2 separate regions of the Gossypium hirsutum genome follow, and region 2 is linked to region 1. Evidence: chromatin contacts called from public Hi-C data. All regions are on one chromosome and are shown on one strand. Each heading gives the region's core, a stretch centred on a gene start, on an enhancer-like site or on the middle of the called end of the contact. The rest is flanking DNA. Distances are from core to core; before and after follow the strand shown. Region 1 holds the start of LOC107962512. Region 2 holds the start of LOC107962519 (long chain acyl-CoA synthetase 9, chloroplastic).

Region 1 (7,145 bases), core at 481-2,980:
CAACAAAGATAAAAATTATCATGGTTTTGCATCATCACAGTTGCCTCCCAACACCCCCCACTTTAACCCCTCCCTCCTCCCATCCATCATTCTTTTTGTCTCTCTCTATCCCCCCTTTTTTTTTTTGAGTATTCAGTTCATTTTAGGCCCCCGTTGGCCTGTTACTACAGTATCAGTCATCTCTTAATAGTAAAGCCCACGACTTCCCAGAAGCACCCCCGCCAAGGCCCTCAACATAACCCTCCATTTCTTTTTTTTTCTCTCTTCTATCCTCTTTCTCTTTCCCTTGGTTTCTAGTTAGTGTATTAAGTGTTTTTGGCAACCAAATTTAGGGTCATTTTTGAGGCAATTAAGTGGAAATGAAGGTTGGAAATCAAAATCTCGGAGGTGGGGAGGAGGGAACAGCAAGTATAACAACGTTGGTGGGAGCAGTTGTGGTGGGTTTGAGACAAGTTTTAACTCAGATGGAAGGGCCTAACATGTATGGCAACGGGGTTGATAATGGGTTGGTGTTAAGGAAGAGAGTGCCTGCAGTGGATGAGAGCTCACATTCTAAGCATGCAATGATTTGGGCACTCACTCATGTGGCTAACAAGGGTGTGATTTGCTTACTTTACTTCATGTTATACCCCCAACCCAAAAGACCTCTGATTCTTGTTCTTGTTCTCCTTACCTTGCTAACTCTCTTAGGTCTCCTAGTTTATTACTTTTACTCTTTTAAACCCATGTTCTCTTTTTACTTCCTTGCTTTTGCTTTACAAGACATGAAGTCTTTTCCTGCTAGAGTTTATCTTCCCCATGGGAATTTTTACAGATGCTTTAGTCTTCATTTGTTTTCTTTACCAAGAACACAAGCTCTTCGACTCTTTATTTCTTTACGACAAAGACAATTCTTTCGAGCTTTCAGTATATATGAATACTACAACATTTATTGCTTCGATTTTTAAGAGGCTAAGGCAGGAAAATTCCACTCTTCTCTAAATCTGTTGATTGGTTGATTTGATTCTACAAAATTACTGCAGTTGATCACAGAACTATTTATTATCAGAAATTTGATCTCAAAGAAGAAGATATTCACCTCTCAACTATGCAAATACCCAAAAGTTCTAGCTTCCTCGCAAAGATTACTAAAATCCAATTCAGAGTTCAAACAACGAACTTCGCTGGTGGTGATTTTACACCTTTTGCAGAATCTCCTGGCAAAAAAAGAAAAAAAACACAAAAAAGGTCAACAAAATGCGATTTAAAGTGCTTCATATTAATGATTAGTGCAGATCCATGAGATATTTTTCAATTGAAACACTGACCCAAATAAACCCTAATAAACCGTAGAGGAAAGGAAGTTACCGGTTGGAGGAGTTGGGGATTCACCGTAGATAGCTTTGAGGGAATCGAGAGGGACAAGAGGAGAAGGGGAGGACGCTTCGGCGAAGAGCTGCTGCTTCCAATCCCACATAACCTTTTTGAGGGCTTTGTTAGATTTGGTCAAGGAATCTTTCTGGGCTTCCAAGGATTCAATAACATTTTGCTGGTTCAGAGATCGAATGCCTAATACCGCAAATGATGTGACCAAGCACACATCGATCACCACGTTGTTGTTGGCTGCTCTGCTTGCTAGCCCCACCAATTTGTTGGCAAACTCCATTTCCCTTTTGGGTTTTGAGGTTTTCCAACTTCCAGAGATTTTAACTTTTCCATGAAAAAGAAGCAAGGACAAGTTTCGCAAAAACGGGGCTGGGCTTGGTCTTGGGCCTGAGCTATAAATATCTCCATTCGTAGGAACTCACATCAAAATTTTCTTTTCCAAGTTATTATTTTTTAAGCTTAAATTCTATGTTAATCCTTATTGTTTATATTTTAATTTGATTATTTTAAATCTATATAATTTTTGAATTTTAGAATTTAAATATTAATTTGATAATAGCTGTTAAATTATATATTAAATTAAGCTTTTTTTATTAAAATATGGTACGAAAATTAAATGTAGAGCAATTTAATGAATATATTATATATATTTATGATATGATATGATTTATAAATAATGTTTTAGCCATCTAATGTATGGTCATTGGTAAACTCTTTGGTCATGATGATATGTGTTAATTCATTTAATAAGTGTATAAAAAAAATTAAATATTGAATTTAAATTATAAATCTTTCTAGAGTATTATTTAAAATTAGATGAAATAAAATAAAATAATAAAAAAATTTAATTTTATTGTATGTTCTTATCTATTTATTATTTTTTTATAAAAAGAATAAATTTTATAGTGAAAAAAATCAATTTATCAAACAGGGCCTACTGTATAGACGAGTAGAACAAATTCCGAATAGAAAGATAGATGTGCTTACTCCACTTCCAAACGATAAACAACAGGGGAAGAAAATTCGTGGGTGCCCAACTTGGTTCTTGTAAGCAAAGTAAAGAATAGAATAGTGTTAACCCAGCATCCAAACACAGTATAATTGAACTGTTTAGCTTGCTTTTCTTCTTCTTCTTCTTCTTCTTCTTTTGTTGCTAAATTAGAACTGAAGTGAATTGAAGTCCCCAAATATTTTGTTTGCAAATTTTGGATGGGTAATTTGAAGACTGATTCTCCACTCTCTCGTCGCATCGTTCGTTCCTTCTTAGATTTCCTCAACTCCGGTACTCTTTCTCTCATCTCTCATTTTTTTATCCTGTACTTTTCTCATATTTTGTCATTCAATTAGCTTAGCTTAGCGTTTCTCACTAATTCCTTTTTTGTTTCTTTATTTTGCTATGTTTCGATTGATTTTGGCTTCTGAGAAAGCAAAATTAGGCAGTGATTGTTGAGAAGTAGGTTGTGTGATGAATGTGAATATGATAGTGTGTCAATGGTGTGGCATCGGTGATATAGGATTTGGTTGGTCATTGATCTTTAAATTATCTGGAAAAAAAGTTATAACATTTGAAGTTTTATCCTTGGAGCAGCCACTGGAGTTTCTGTAACCATGAGCTGATGGTGCTATTTGTTAACTAGTCAAATTGTCTTAGGATGCAACCTCAATAGGTTGTAAGGAAACAAGTGGATTGGTATTCGTGTGCAAATTCTTTGAGAGTAATTGTGGAAGGGTACTTTTGAAATGCGTGATTGGTATCATGTCTGTTAAGTTACAAGACTTTTGAGATCATAGATGTCATCAGATAATGATGGTTGCTGGCACTGAGATTATATAAAGTTTCTCCTTTTCTTCCACCTCTCTTTATTTATTGTTTGCGGGGTTAGGGCGATGGAGGGCTTAGGGTTGTGAAGTGGGTTGATTTGAGGTTTGCCTCAAGCATATGAATTTGTTTCTGGATCTTATTTTGTTTAGATTGTGTGTCACTATTATATCTCCTTGTTGTGGTTTAATCGTATTTGATTATTTTCTACTTGATTTACTGTGTTTACTCAACCTGTTAAAACATTTCTACTAATGGGTGTGTTTTCTGTTAAATAGTTGAACCTGCCCCAGGGGTTGATTTTGAAGGCCTTGAAGTTGCCAGGGAATGTTTGCTGGAGGTGTTTAAACTTGACTCAGCTTCTATAAATGATGTGAAATCTGATAGTTTAGTTGACATATTCAGTTCATTGGAAGCAAGTGAGGATAAGAAGATTAAATTGGATCTCAGTCACAGGGGAACTTCTGATAGTGACCCCTGTTCCTCCTCTGCCTGTGATGTAAGAAGTGCTAATTCTGTGGAGGCAGCAAAACTGGTATTTTGTCTGTCTTCTTGTTTTGGAAATTTATTAAAGCATTTTGGGCTTTAGGTTTTAAATTAGGTGAAGTTTAGTGTGGAAAAATTTTCTCTGGAAATGGATACCTTTCTTTCTGATTAAATGCATGTTGTTGTCGAGGTAACTAACTTTCAGTAACATTTTTATTGGAAATAGTGGGATACAATCTCATGTCCAATTCTGGATGCAAACTGTTCTATGTGACTTGATGTTTGATAAAGTTAAAGGGGGATCTGGTTGGGTGGAAGGGACTGTGTACTGTAGCATGGATATAGTCATTTCATGAAGGGACTATTATTAATGGTTTGTTACTATCTTGCTGTGTCAACTGCTGTGATAACAAATTGCATTTAGAGTTTTTGTCTTGCAGAAGTAAGTAACTACTCAGTTTTGAATTCATTCTCTGACTATGTAATGTTAAACCTCTAGGAATTATAGAGGCTGACCAATTTGCTTTCTGAATTAGATTTGCACTAATTTTTCTGTTCTAATTCTCCAATTGGTCTCTCATCTTTGTGATTAGCATTTTATTCAATGAGCAACTGAAGAACAATGAAGGGAGAAAATGTTCAAATCAATTGCTTCATATGAATATTGACGCATACTTTTATTCTGCATTGTCTAAGAACATAATTAAAGTTCTTATACTCTTATGATAGCATTGAATTATTACAATATGCGTCTACAAGCTATTAAAATTCACATGACATTTTAGAGGCATTATATTATTGTGGTATGCATCTTTTGCAGTACTTGTGTTCCTTTCTGAGTACTTGGACAATATTTTTTTTCTGATTTCTTTCTAATGCGATTTGTTTGTTGGTTTTGCTGAATCAGGGGGATAACTGGACTAGAGAAACTCAGTCTTCTGGTATGACCATGCTATTTGTCTTGATAATTTCACATTTTTTATTTTTTAGTTTTGGAGTTGAAATGGTTTTACATTTGTGTCATCTTTTTCAGTGCTTTAGTTTATACAGAATAATTGAATTTGATACCAATGTAACTTGCAGGAGTCTCTAAGGATGAACTCTTTGGGCAATTCTTTGCTGCACTGGAGAAAATTCACTTTTTTAGGCCGATGACTGATGGGAATGATGATCCTGCCCAACTGGATAAAGCCACTTGTTTATTTGAAGATGCTTTACATGTTTGTTTTGCTCTTTTATATGTTATAAATGACGAGTTGGTTGTTTCTTAATTTAATTATTCCAAAGTGATTGTTCGTATTGAGGTATCTTCTAGTTTGCCATATGGTTTCTAGTTTAGTGTTACATTGTCCATGTTCCATTTGAATTAGTTTCTGTGTATTCCGAGCTTCAATTCCATTATTAACCCACTAAATAAATTGGCTGAATCACATGGGACAGGCCATCTAAGGTGATTTTTTAGTCCTCATGTTTAGTATCTTTACTGTAGAACATTCAGAAGGTGCACTGAAATTAAATAGCTAAATTACTGGGTTTAAAGGCATTAAACAATAATATTTATCCTGTGTCTTTCCAGAGACTTGACTGAAAGTCAATGTCCAGGGAAGTAAGTTCTAACATCAAAGGATAGCCAAGGATATGGGGGTCATGAATATTTCAGAAGGGCATGGATTTATTCATCAATAACGATCTTTTTCCTAAATAGAGCTATTTACTTTGCGGATCTCTGGTGGGTGTCTTCTGATTATGTAATCAGAACCAATCATGTCCTGCCTAATCATTGACCTTGGAGAATCATGCAAAGTATTTTCATTTCTTTCTTAAATTGCCAGTTGATCTGGCTCAGCAGATAATGGCATCTTTATTTCCTCTAGTTGATTGATGAAACTTCTTCCTTTCAATTGGCCAACCGTTGAAGCCTTACATGACACATGACAAGCTCCAGCTTATGTTATCCCTTACTTAGGTGAACTCTATAAATGCACATATCTTAGCATCATATAGGTATTTGGCTTTTGAATCTGAAAGTCAGATGCTAAAGGTTGAACTTCTGTGAAATAAGCATCCTTGAGCAAAGTTGCTTCCAGTATTTAGACGGAAAGGAGAGTTTGCAGGTTAGCCAGTAATGACTCAGAGGAAGGTAGAAAGTCACAGGTGGAAATGTTTTGTCAGCTGCATTCTATCTAGCTGATGTAAGCATGTGCCTTTGTGGTTTTCCTGTGTAGAAAACGTGATTATTAGGAGGGATTTTTTGTAGGTTTGATTCTCGATGACTTTTCATTTTAGTGCTTTGAACTAGTTTAGAATTGGGGATATCAAAATCCATATTGCTTTTACATCATTAAATCAGGATAGTTTTGGATTTGACCTTCTTCATCGTATTCTCATCCAGTTTAGATAATTTTTTGCTAATTACGTTTATTGTCATATCTTTTTTACTTATTCTTTATAAATATGCCAGTTACCTTCTGTTGTGCCTTTATTGATACCTTAATTCTGCTACATCGGGGGATGGAAAGATCTGGATGCTAGGCATTTGACTGTAGAAATCTGGCTGAGACATTCAAATGTCAAGGTAATAAATTATTTGTGTGCCTTTTTCATTTTGTTGAAAATCATTGCTTTAAATGTGTAACCTTTACTTTCACATATTATTTGTAGAGTCCAGGATAGTTTTTTTTTTCCTAAGTTGTAATGTTTAAATAACCGTACTGAAGATCAAAGTGGTGAGACATCCGGTTATCAGTTCAACTAGTTGACCGGTTGAACCAGAAAAAGGAATTTAAACAGTAGGTATTAAATATTGAAAGTATTTAATAAGAATCTCTATTTTACTAAATGAGTCTGACTTCAATATAAACTTCAGGGGTTAAATGTCCAAATTTCATCACTTACAATAACTTTTTCATTAAAAGAAAATTAAAAGCCAACAGTACAAAAGAGCAGTGGTTAGTCCCCTTGTTGGCATCTCAAAGACCAGGGTTCAACCCTGTCGTTGTTATCCCTTCCCCCAATTTGTTATATGTACCAAAAAGAAAAAGAAAATTAAAAAATGAGTTTAAAACCGACTTTTATGGATTTTCCAGTTCTTTACTGGTTTTTGCTTGTCTAGCTGGTTCTTAGCCAATTTGAAAGATTCTCAGTTGGATATTATATATCAGGCTGGGTGGACCACCAATTCCTGGTTCAGCCGCCTGGTTTGGTCTGTTTTTTTAAATACTAATTTGTGTGTGTTTATCAGTTGTTTTGTTAATAGTCATGAAGAAGAGGCTGAGAAAAGCAGACTCAAACTGACTGCACGTCTTTGCTTTCAGGTAATAGGGCCATGCAGTCAAAGCTATACTCTGATGCGATAGAATTATATTCTCTTGCTGTTTCTCTTTGCGATGATCATGCAGTTTATTATTGTAATAGGTGCAGTATTATTTGTCCATGCTGATTGGTTGATGTATATAAATTTTATAAATTTGTGCAT
Region 2 (6,906 bases), core at 681-3,180, 170 kb after region 1:
GACGGTTTGGTGGCCAAAGTGGTGTTTTCGGGGCTATTCTGGGGTGATTTCATGGCTTTCTCGACGGCCACATGGGCATGCGCCGTGACGCACGACCATGTTGATTTGGTAAATTAGGGTTTCAGCCAAATTTGGTGCCACATAGCCGTGTGGCTGTTTTGGGGATTTTTGTCAGAAATCACACAGCCGTGTCCCTTGGTCCACACGGGCGTGTGAGTTTAGGAATTAGGGATTGAGATTTAGGGTCACACGGCCTGGCTCCACGGTCGTGTGACTAATTTGGGAATTAGGGATTCCACACGGGCGTGTGTTGTGGAACACATGATCCTGTCTGGTGGCCACACGAGCGTGTAAGACCCTCATACGGTTGTGTCTACTCTGCACTTGAACTTAGTGAAATAGGACAGTGTCTTACACGGTCTGATCACACGACCGTGCCTCTACACCACATGGACGTGTGCTTCTGTCACACTGCCGTGTGCTACCCTTCACACGAGCGTTTGGACCCCCATACGGCCTGGAGTGCTCTGCACGACCAGAGCACACGGGCATGTGGCCCTATCTCGCCAAACTTTAGGTTTTAGGTCAAATGCAAGTACAAATGCGACTCGGTGTGTTCCAACCCCCGACTAAGCCTTATTAGGGGTAATTATGACTTTGATTTAGGCTTGATATGTGTGCATTTGTGATTGGTTGTAAGATAAGTTGATACTGGATTCGAGATACGAAGGTACACATGTTTGATTCAGTAACTGATTGACCGGATGTGTGTGTCTGCTTTTGATTGACTGTCTGAATTTATATTCTGAATTGTGTACATTTGACTGCATACATACATACATATGCATAAATCTTTTTGGGTGGGATGTTGAAGAGAAGGGAGATTTAAGATTTGGCAGTTTGTCTGCATTCTGAAAGCCCCTTAATAATACCCAGAGGGTCATGGACGGTCCTAATACCCTGAGAGTCGTGGACATTACTGATAACGGTATAGCGGTTTACCGCCTTACACTGTACCGCATGTACGTTAGCTACGCTACGTACCATTATCTGATCTGGCAGTTTTATTGCACGTCTGTATCGTAGTTCACTGCATTACACAGTACAGCTTATACGCTAGCCTTGCTGCGTAGCACATCTGATCTGGCAGTTATACTGCATGTCTGTATCGCGGTCTTCCGCATGACACCGTACAGCTTACTAATAGCCCTAATACTCAGAGGGTCGTGGGCAGTCCCAATTCCCTGGGTCGAGGACAATATTGATGATCATCGTTGTCGGGAAACTCGGGATGATGTTCTGTGGAGTATAAGGTTGTATAGGCTTTTCGAGGTTCTACTCGGAGTGCAGGGATGGGTAGATTGATTAAATCCCCATAGGATGTGTCGGGTTGGACGAAGATGGTGTGTTGGTTGAATGGGTGGGTTATTTTATAATTCATTTGCACTCATATGCGTCTGTGTGATGCTGTGACTGCAATATCTATTTGACTGTCTAATTGAATTATTTGACTGTCTGATTGACTGAAAAGTTTGATTTTACTATTTGACTGAAAGGCACTCATATTTAAAGAAACCTTGTGTGATGGGCTAAAGCCCAACCGATTCTGATTCTGGAAAAAGGGCTTAGACCAGTTTGTAACTTCTAAGAATTTCTGATATTGTGTCTAACAGAGACATATGACTATAAAGTTACATATGGTCTATTTTGTTATAGTCGCTCTGTAAGTATGTTCCGCTGCTGAACTATTTTCAGGTTTACTGTATCTATTTCTATTTCGATAGCTAGTTAGTTTGATCTTACACTAAACTCGTATAGCTTACCCCCTTTTCTGTTTCCCCTTTCAAGTACATTTCGGGATTTTAGATACTAAACTCAGTATGCGGAAAATTGAAAGAAAAGGAAGAGAGGAGGGTTCTTCGATTGCAGATGGCTGCTGGGCCACACAACTCTATCTAACTCCACTGCAACTATCACCACATCCACCACACTTTCACTTTAACACTTCAACTTGAAACATCTGAACCTCCATTTGCCATCTGTTTGGTCCTCTCTCTGTCATTTCCCCTGACCGAATCTATTCTGCCCTTTTACGCCACAAACCCCACACAACCAGGTTAATTCTACAGTACGTCTTTCATTTCAACTCCAAATATCAATTAACTACTTCTGTCAGTCTAATCCTTATCTTCAATGTTAAACAACAATTATATAACCAAAATATCTAATTAATAATATATATTCATACTTTGAAATTTCCATAATATTTTTATAATTTGATAATCGATATAAAATCTGACCTAGGGACATGTTATGGAATTAACCCACGAATAAAAAAATAAAAAAGAAACTTAATATAAACGCCAAGGAAGTATACCCTTTTTCAGAGTCATAAACTACTTCTGCAACACCAACTTGATTCAGTCTCGATCTTTCCGCCGTTAATCAGCTACCCTGTCCCTCCAACGTTCTATATTTGATCTCTTTACTCTAAACAAATCACGCCCTCCACCTTCTGTTTTACTTCAATACCCCCTCCCCATTTTTCTACTGCTTTTGGGGTAATGCTGATTGCTTGAACTGCATCCCTTTGCTTCCATACATATTTCAGCTTGGAGATTTGAAGGTATTTTTGGGTTTTTGCTTGTTTCACCTTTTGGTTATTTTTGATATTACCCTTTGTTTTGATCTAAATATGACTGCTTCAAAGTTTTACCTTTCCTTTATTTCATTGTAGATTTGCTCTTGACTTGATATTTTCAGGGTGGATTTTTTTATTGTATTTTTTTACCCTTTTTGTGTTTTTTTTTTGTGGTTGGGTTCCTTAACCCAAGGAACTTCCTTTTGAGGGAAATTCATTTAATTGAAAATTTTCTTTTGACTTGGTCACACACCATTTGAATTTTGATGTTTTGAGGGTGGAATTTATGGTAACACTTGTTTACCCCTCATTTTTCTCTTTCTTTGATGATTGGTTTCTTAAAATCAGGAAAAAAAATGATTTTAAAGACTCTGTGGTAACATCTAAAAGCACCCAGGAAACTTCCTTTGAAGTATAATTCTTGTATATAATGGTTGTGGATATATCAAAATTAGGATTCTGTTTAATTAGTTAAAAAATGCTGATCTATGAAGTTAATAATGATTAATAGGAACATGGATTTTGTTCTGTGTCAATGCCTGGGTTACCTGTTAACCGGTTTCTTTGTCGAATTCATCTTGTTAGAAGAAAGTGATGTCTCTGTATCTACCTATGCAGCTGCATGTGCACTTTGTCATATGCATGGTTTGGCTGGCAGCTGGCCAAAGTTTGCTTATGAGAAAAAAAAAAAAACATTTTTGGTTAGTGATAGTGATTGGATGTGATTCTCTTTTCAGGAGAACTGAAAGAGATACATTCTTCTGGGGGGACAAAATCCTATAAATATGACTGGTTATATCGTTGGTGCGCTTGTTCCTATTGTTTTTACCCTTCTCCTTCGGAGTTCAAAGAAGGTAAAGAAGCGAGGGGTGCCAGTCGATGTTGGTGGGGAACCGGGGTATACAATCCGAAACAGTCGATTCCCTTCCCCTGTTGAAACATCATGGGAAGGTATATCTACTCTTGCAGAACTTTTTGAGCAGGCATGTAAGCAACACGCAGATAAACCATTGCTTGGAACTAGGAAATTGATTTTGAGGGAGGTTGAAGTAACTGAAGATGGAAGATCCTTTGAGAAGCTTCATTTGGGAGATTATGAATGGTTGACTTATGGGAAAACATTTGAAACCGTGTGTGATTTTGCTTCTGGATTGGTTCAACTTGGTCACAAAAGGGAAGAGCGTGTGGCAATCTTTGCTGATACCAGAGAAGAATGGTTCATTGCATTGCAGGTCTTATACAAAGCTTGTTAATTTTAAGTTGTAACTGAGGTGTAACATGCTTTCCTTTCCACAGATTAGAGAATACAACTAATATGGATCCTTCTTTCAGGCCTGCTTTAGGCTCAATGTGACTGTGGTGACCATATATGCATCTTTAGGAGAGGAGGCCTTATGTCACTCATTAAATGAGGTTCCATCTCTCTTTCCCTCTCTGCGAACATATTTGCATTTTTATAGAATTTCTTTCTTCCATTGCTACCAGTTCTAGTGCAAAAGGTCTGTTGGTAGTTAATAACTTTTCAACGATTTGCTAATTTTCTTTTTATTGAAGTGAAAAATATCATATTAGGAAGCTTATTAAAGGTTACATATACATTTCTATATATATGGTTAAGTTATTAAGTTGGTAATGCACTTTCCCAAGGTTAATGAGGTTACCGAATCATAATAGTATTCCCTGCATCTTATAATGTGCAACCAAGTGGAAAAAGTGATGATTCACAGGGTTAATTCTATTGAAGGTTTTTATGGTTTCCACATTCATTACTCATATTTATTTAAGTATACAATCTTTGCTCTTACAGACTGAAGTTACGACAGTGATTTCTGGTAACAAAGAACTAAAAAAACTTGTCAACATTAGCGGGCAACTTGACACTGTCACACGTGTGATCTGTATGGACGATGAATTTCCATCCAGTGCAAATGGTAGATGGACAATCTCTTCTTTTGCTGATGTCAAAAGTGTCGGCCGTGCAAGTCCCGTGGATGCCGATTTACCTCTTTCAGCTGATGTTGCAGTTATAATGTATACTAGTGGAAGTACCGGATTGCCTAAGGTTAGAAGCGTCTATTTTTGTTCCAGTTCTTTTGTTCTCTTATTGATTTATGTTAGCAAATAGGTGGAAAGCATGATGTTATCTTTTAAGTCTTGCAAAATGGTTAAGATTAGGCATCCATATTGTTAACCCTATTGAAATACATCAAATTTGTACAGGGTGTGATGATGACGCATGGCAATGTACTAGCTACGGTTTCTGCAGTTATGACAATCGTTCCTGGACTTGGGAGTAAGGATGTTTATCTTGCTTATCTGCCGCTTGCTCATATTCTTGAATTAGCGGCTGAGGTATGTATGTTGTCTTGGATTGGATTATAAAGATTAACAGCAACTTGAGTTTGATCTTTGATTATATTTCAAATTTGTATACCTGCAGAGTGATAACATTTTTAACTTTCTTTTTGCTATTGTAGAATTTAATTCCTGCTGTTGGAGGTATCATAGGATATGGAACCCCTTTGACTCTCACCGATACATCCAACAAGATAAAAAGGGGAACAAAGGGGGATGCCACTGTTTTAAGTCCTACTGTGATGGCAGCTGTCCCAGCAATTCTTGATCGTGTTCGTGATGGAGTGCGAAAGAAGGTTAGAAACTTTCAATGCTACAAACATGCAACTACTTTATATGCATATATACTGTGAATAAACTCATTTCTTTCTTGGTTTGTGAACTTTAGGTAGACGCAAAGGGTGGACTAGCCAAGAAATTGTTTGACTTGGCTTATTCCCGTAGATTATCTGCAATCAATGGTAGTTGGTTTGGTGCCTGGGGCCTGGAAAAGTTCCTATGGGACTTTCTTGTCTTTAAAAAGGTCCGAGCAGTTCTCGGTGGTCGCATTCGATTTTTGTTATCTGGTGGTGCTCCTTTATCTGCAGATACTCAGAGATTTATCAACATCTGCCTTGGGTTAGTATGTTTATTTCAATTTATCATTATATAAAGTAAATATACGGATCCTATGGTGCTGCTCTTCCATTCCCTGGCACATAAGCTTGCAGTCAACACACAAGCACATTTCTGTAGTTCTATAACAATTGTTGTTCTGAATATAATCAAGGTGTTGTTTAATGAATCTCTATATTTTATATACTGGTTTACAGAATATACTATATGACTTATAGTGATTTTACATGTAATAAAGAGTTAGGAAGAAAAAGAATGTTGTAATTTTATCAAATGATATAAAATCTCTGAATGCAATAAATTTAAGTACTAAGCATTTTTTTTACATTGAAAACATTCTACTAAGTGGTTTCCATTTAATATTTTAAGTAGCATACTCTCATCGGATTTCATTTTTCAGTGCTCCAATTGGCCAAGGGTATGGTTTAACTGAGACTTGTGCTGGTGCCACCTTTTCTGAGGTTGATGATACATCCGTTGGTCGTGTTGGTTCTCCACTTCCTTGCTCCTTTGTCAAGGTAAGAGATGGTTGTGATTAATTTCACTAGTTTGAGCAGTATGACTTTTGACCTGCTCACATTCTTTACTTCAATGTTCTAAGGAACTCTTTTTAGAATGTCTGGTCAAAGCTTCACTTTCTCCTTGTTATTCTCTCTCTATATGATCTATGTTGTGGGGTTGTTGATTCCGGTTGGTGGATTCATTTCTGACTTGCATTATGTTTTGTTTCTTTCAGTTAGTAGATTGGCCTGAAGGTGGGTATTTAATTAATGATTCACCAATGCCTCGTGGAGAAATAGTAGTCGGTGGTTCCAGTGTAACACTTGGATACTTTAAAAATGAAGAGAAAACAAAAGAAGTGTACAAGGTAGGCATTCGAACTCTTAAAATCCGCATTCCTTTTCTCTCTCTTAGTTCTTAAGATTCTTAGTAAATTGATTATTTTGATCTTTTTGATGTGGAGAAGGTTGATGAGAGAGGAATGAGGTGGTTCTATACTGGTGATGTAGGACAGTTTCACGCTGACGGTTGCCTCGAGATAATTGACCGTAAAAAGGACATTGTCAAGCTTCAGCATGGGGAATATGTTTCTTTGGGAAAGGTATGAATCAATGTTTCTAGTCAAACAAGGATGTTCTTCGGATGTTCCATGGTAGCTAATTTTATCTTCTACAGGTTGAGGCTGCTCTCAGCATCAATCCCTATGTTGACAATATTATGTTGCATGCTGATCCGTTCCATAGTTACTGTGTGGCTCTTGTTGTGGCTTCCCAGCATGCAGTGGAAGATTGGGC

Evidence for each region. Hi-C and Micro-C count contacts between places; a contact is called where the count stands out from the background.
Region 2: a contact with region 1 is called in a Hi-C map of leaf, with 6 times the contacts expected there. The contact joins the promoter of LOC107962519 here to the promoter of LOC107962512 in region 1. A contact is called at or near these places in 5 of 34 Hi-C or Micro-C datasets (callus, hypocotyl and leaf).

The regions. Positions count from the first base shown.
Region 1 is chrA06:7,306,448-7,313,592 of Gossypium_hirsutum_v2.1, forward strand. LOC107962512 reads right to left here and starts at 1,731. Exons shown (of 3, transcript XR_001701654.2): 1 at 1,348-1,731; 2 at 1,079-1,196. It also overlaps the pseudogene LOC107963239.
Region 2 is chrA06:7,480,469-7,487,374 of Gossypium_hirsutum_v2.1, forward strand. It overlaps LOC107962519 (long chain acyl-CoA synthetase 9, chloroplastic), which reads left to right and starts at 1,931. Exons shown (of 12, transcript XM_041115006.1): 1 at 1,931-2,626; 2 at 3,379-3,873; 3 at 3,974-4,054; 4 at 4,449-4,703; 5 at 4,862-4,993; 6 at 5,119-5,292; 7 at 5,385-5,614; 8 at 6,012-6,129; 9 at 6,348-6,479; 10 at 6,579-6,713; 11 at 6,788-6,906. The coding sequence starts at 3,427.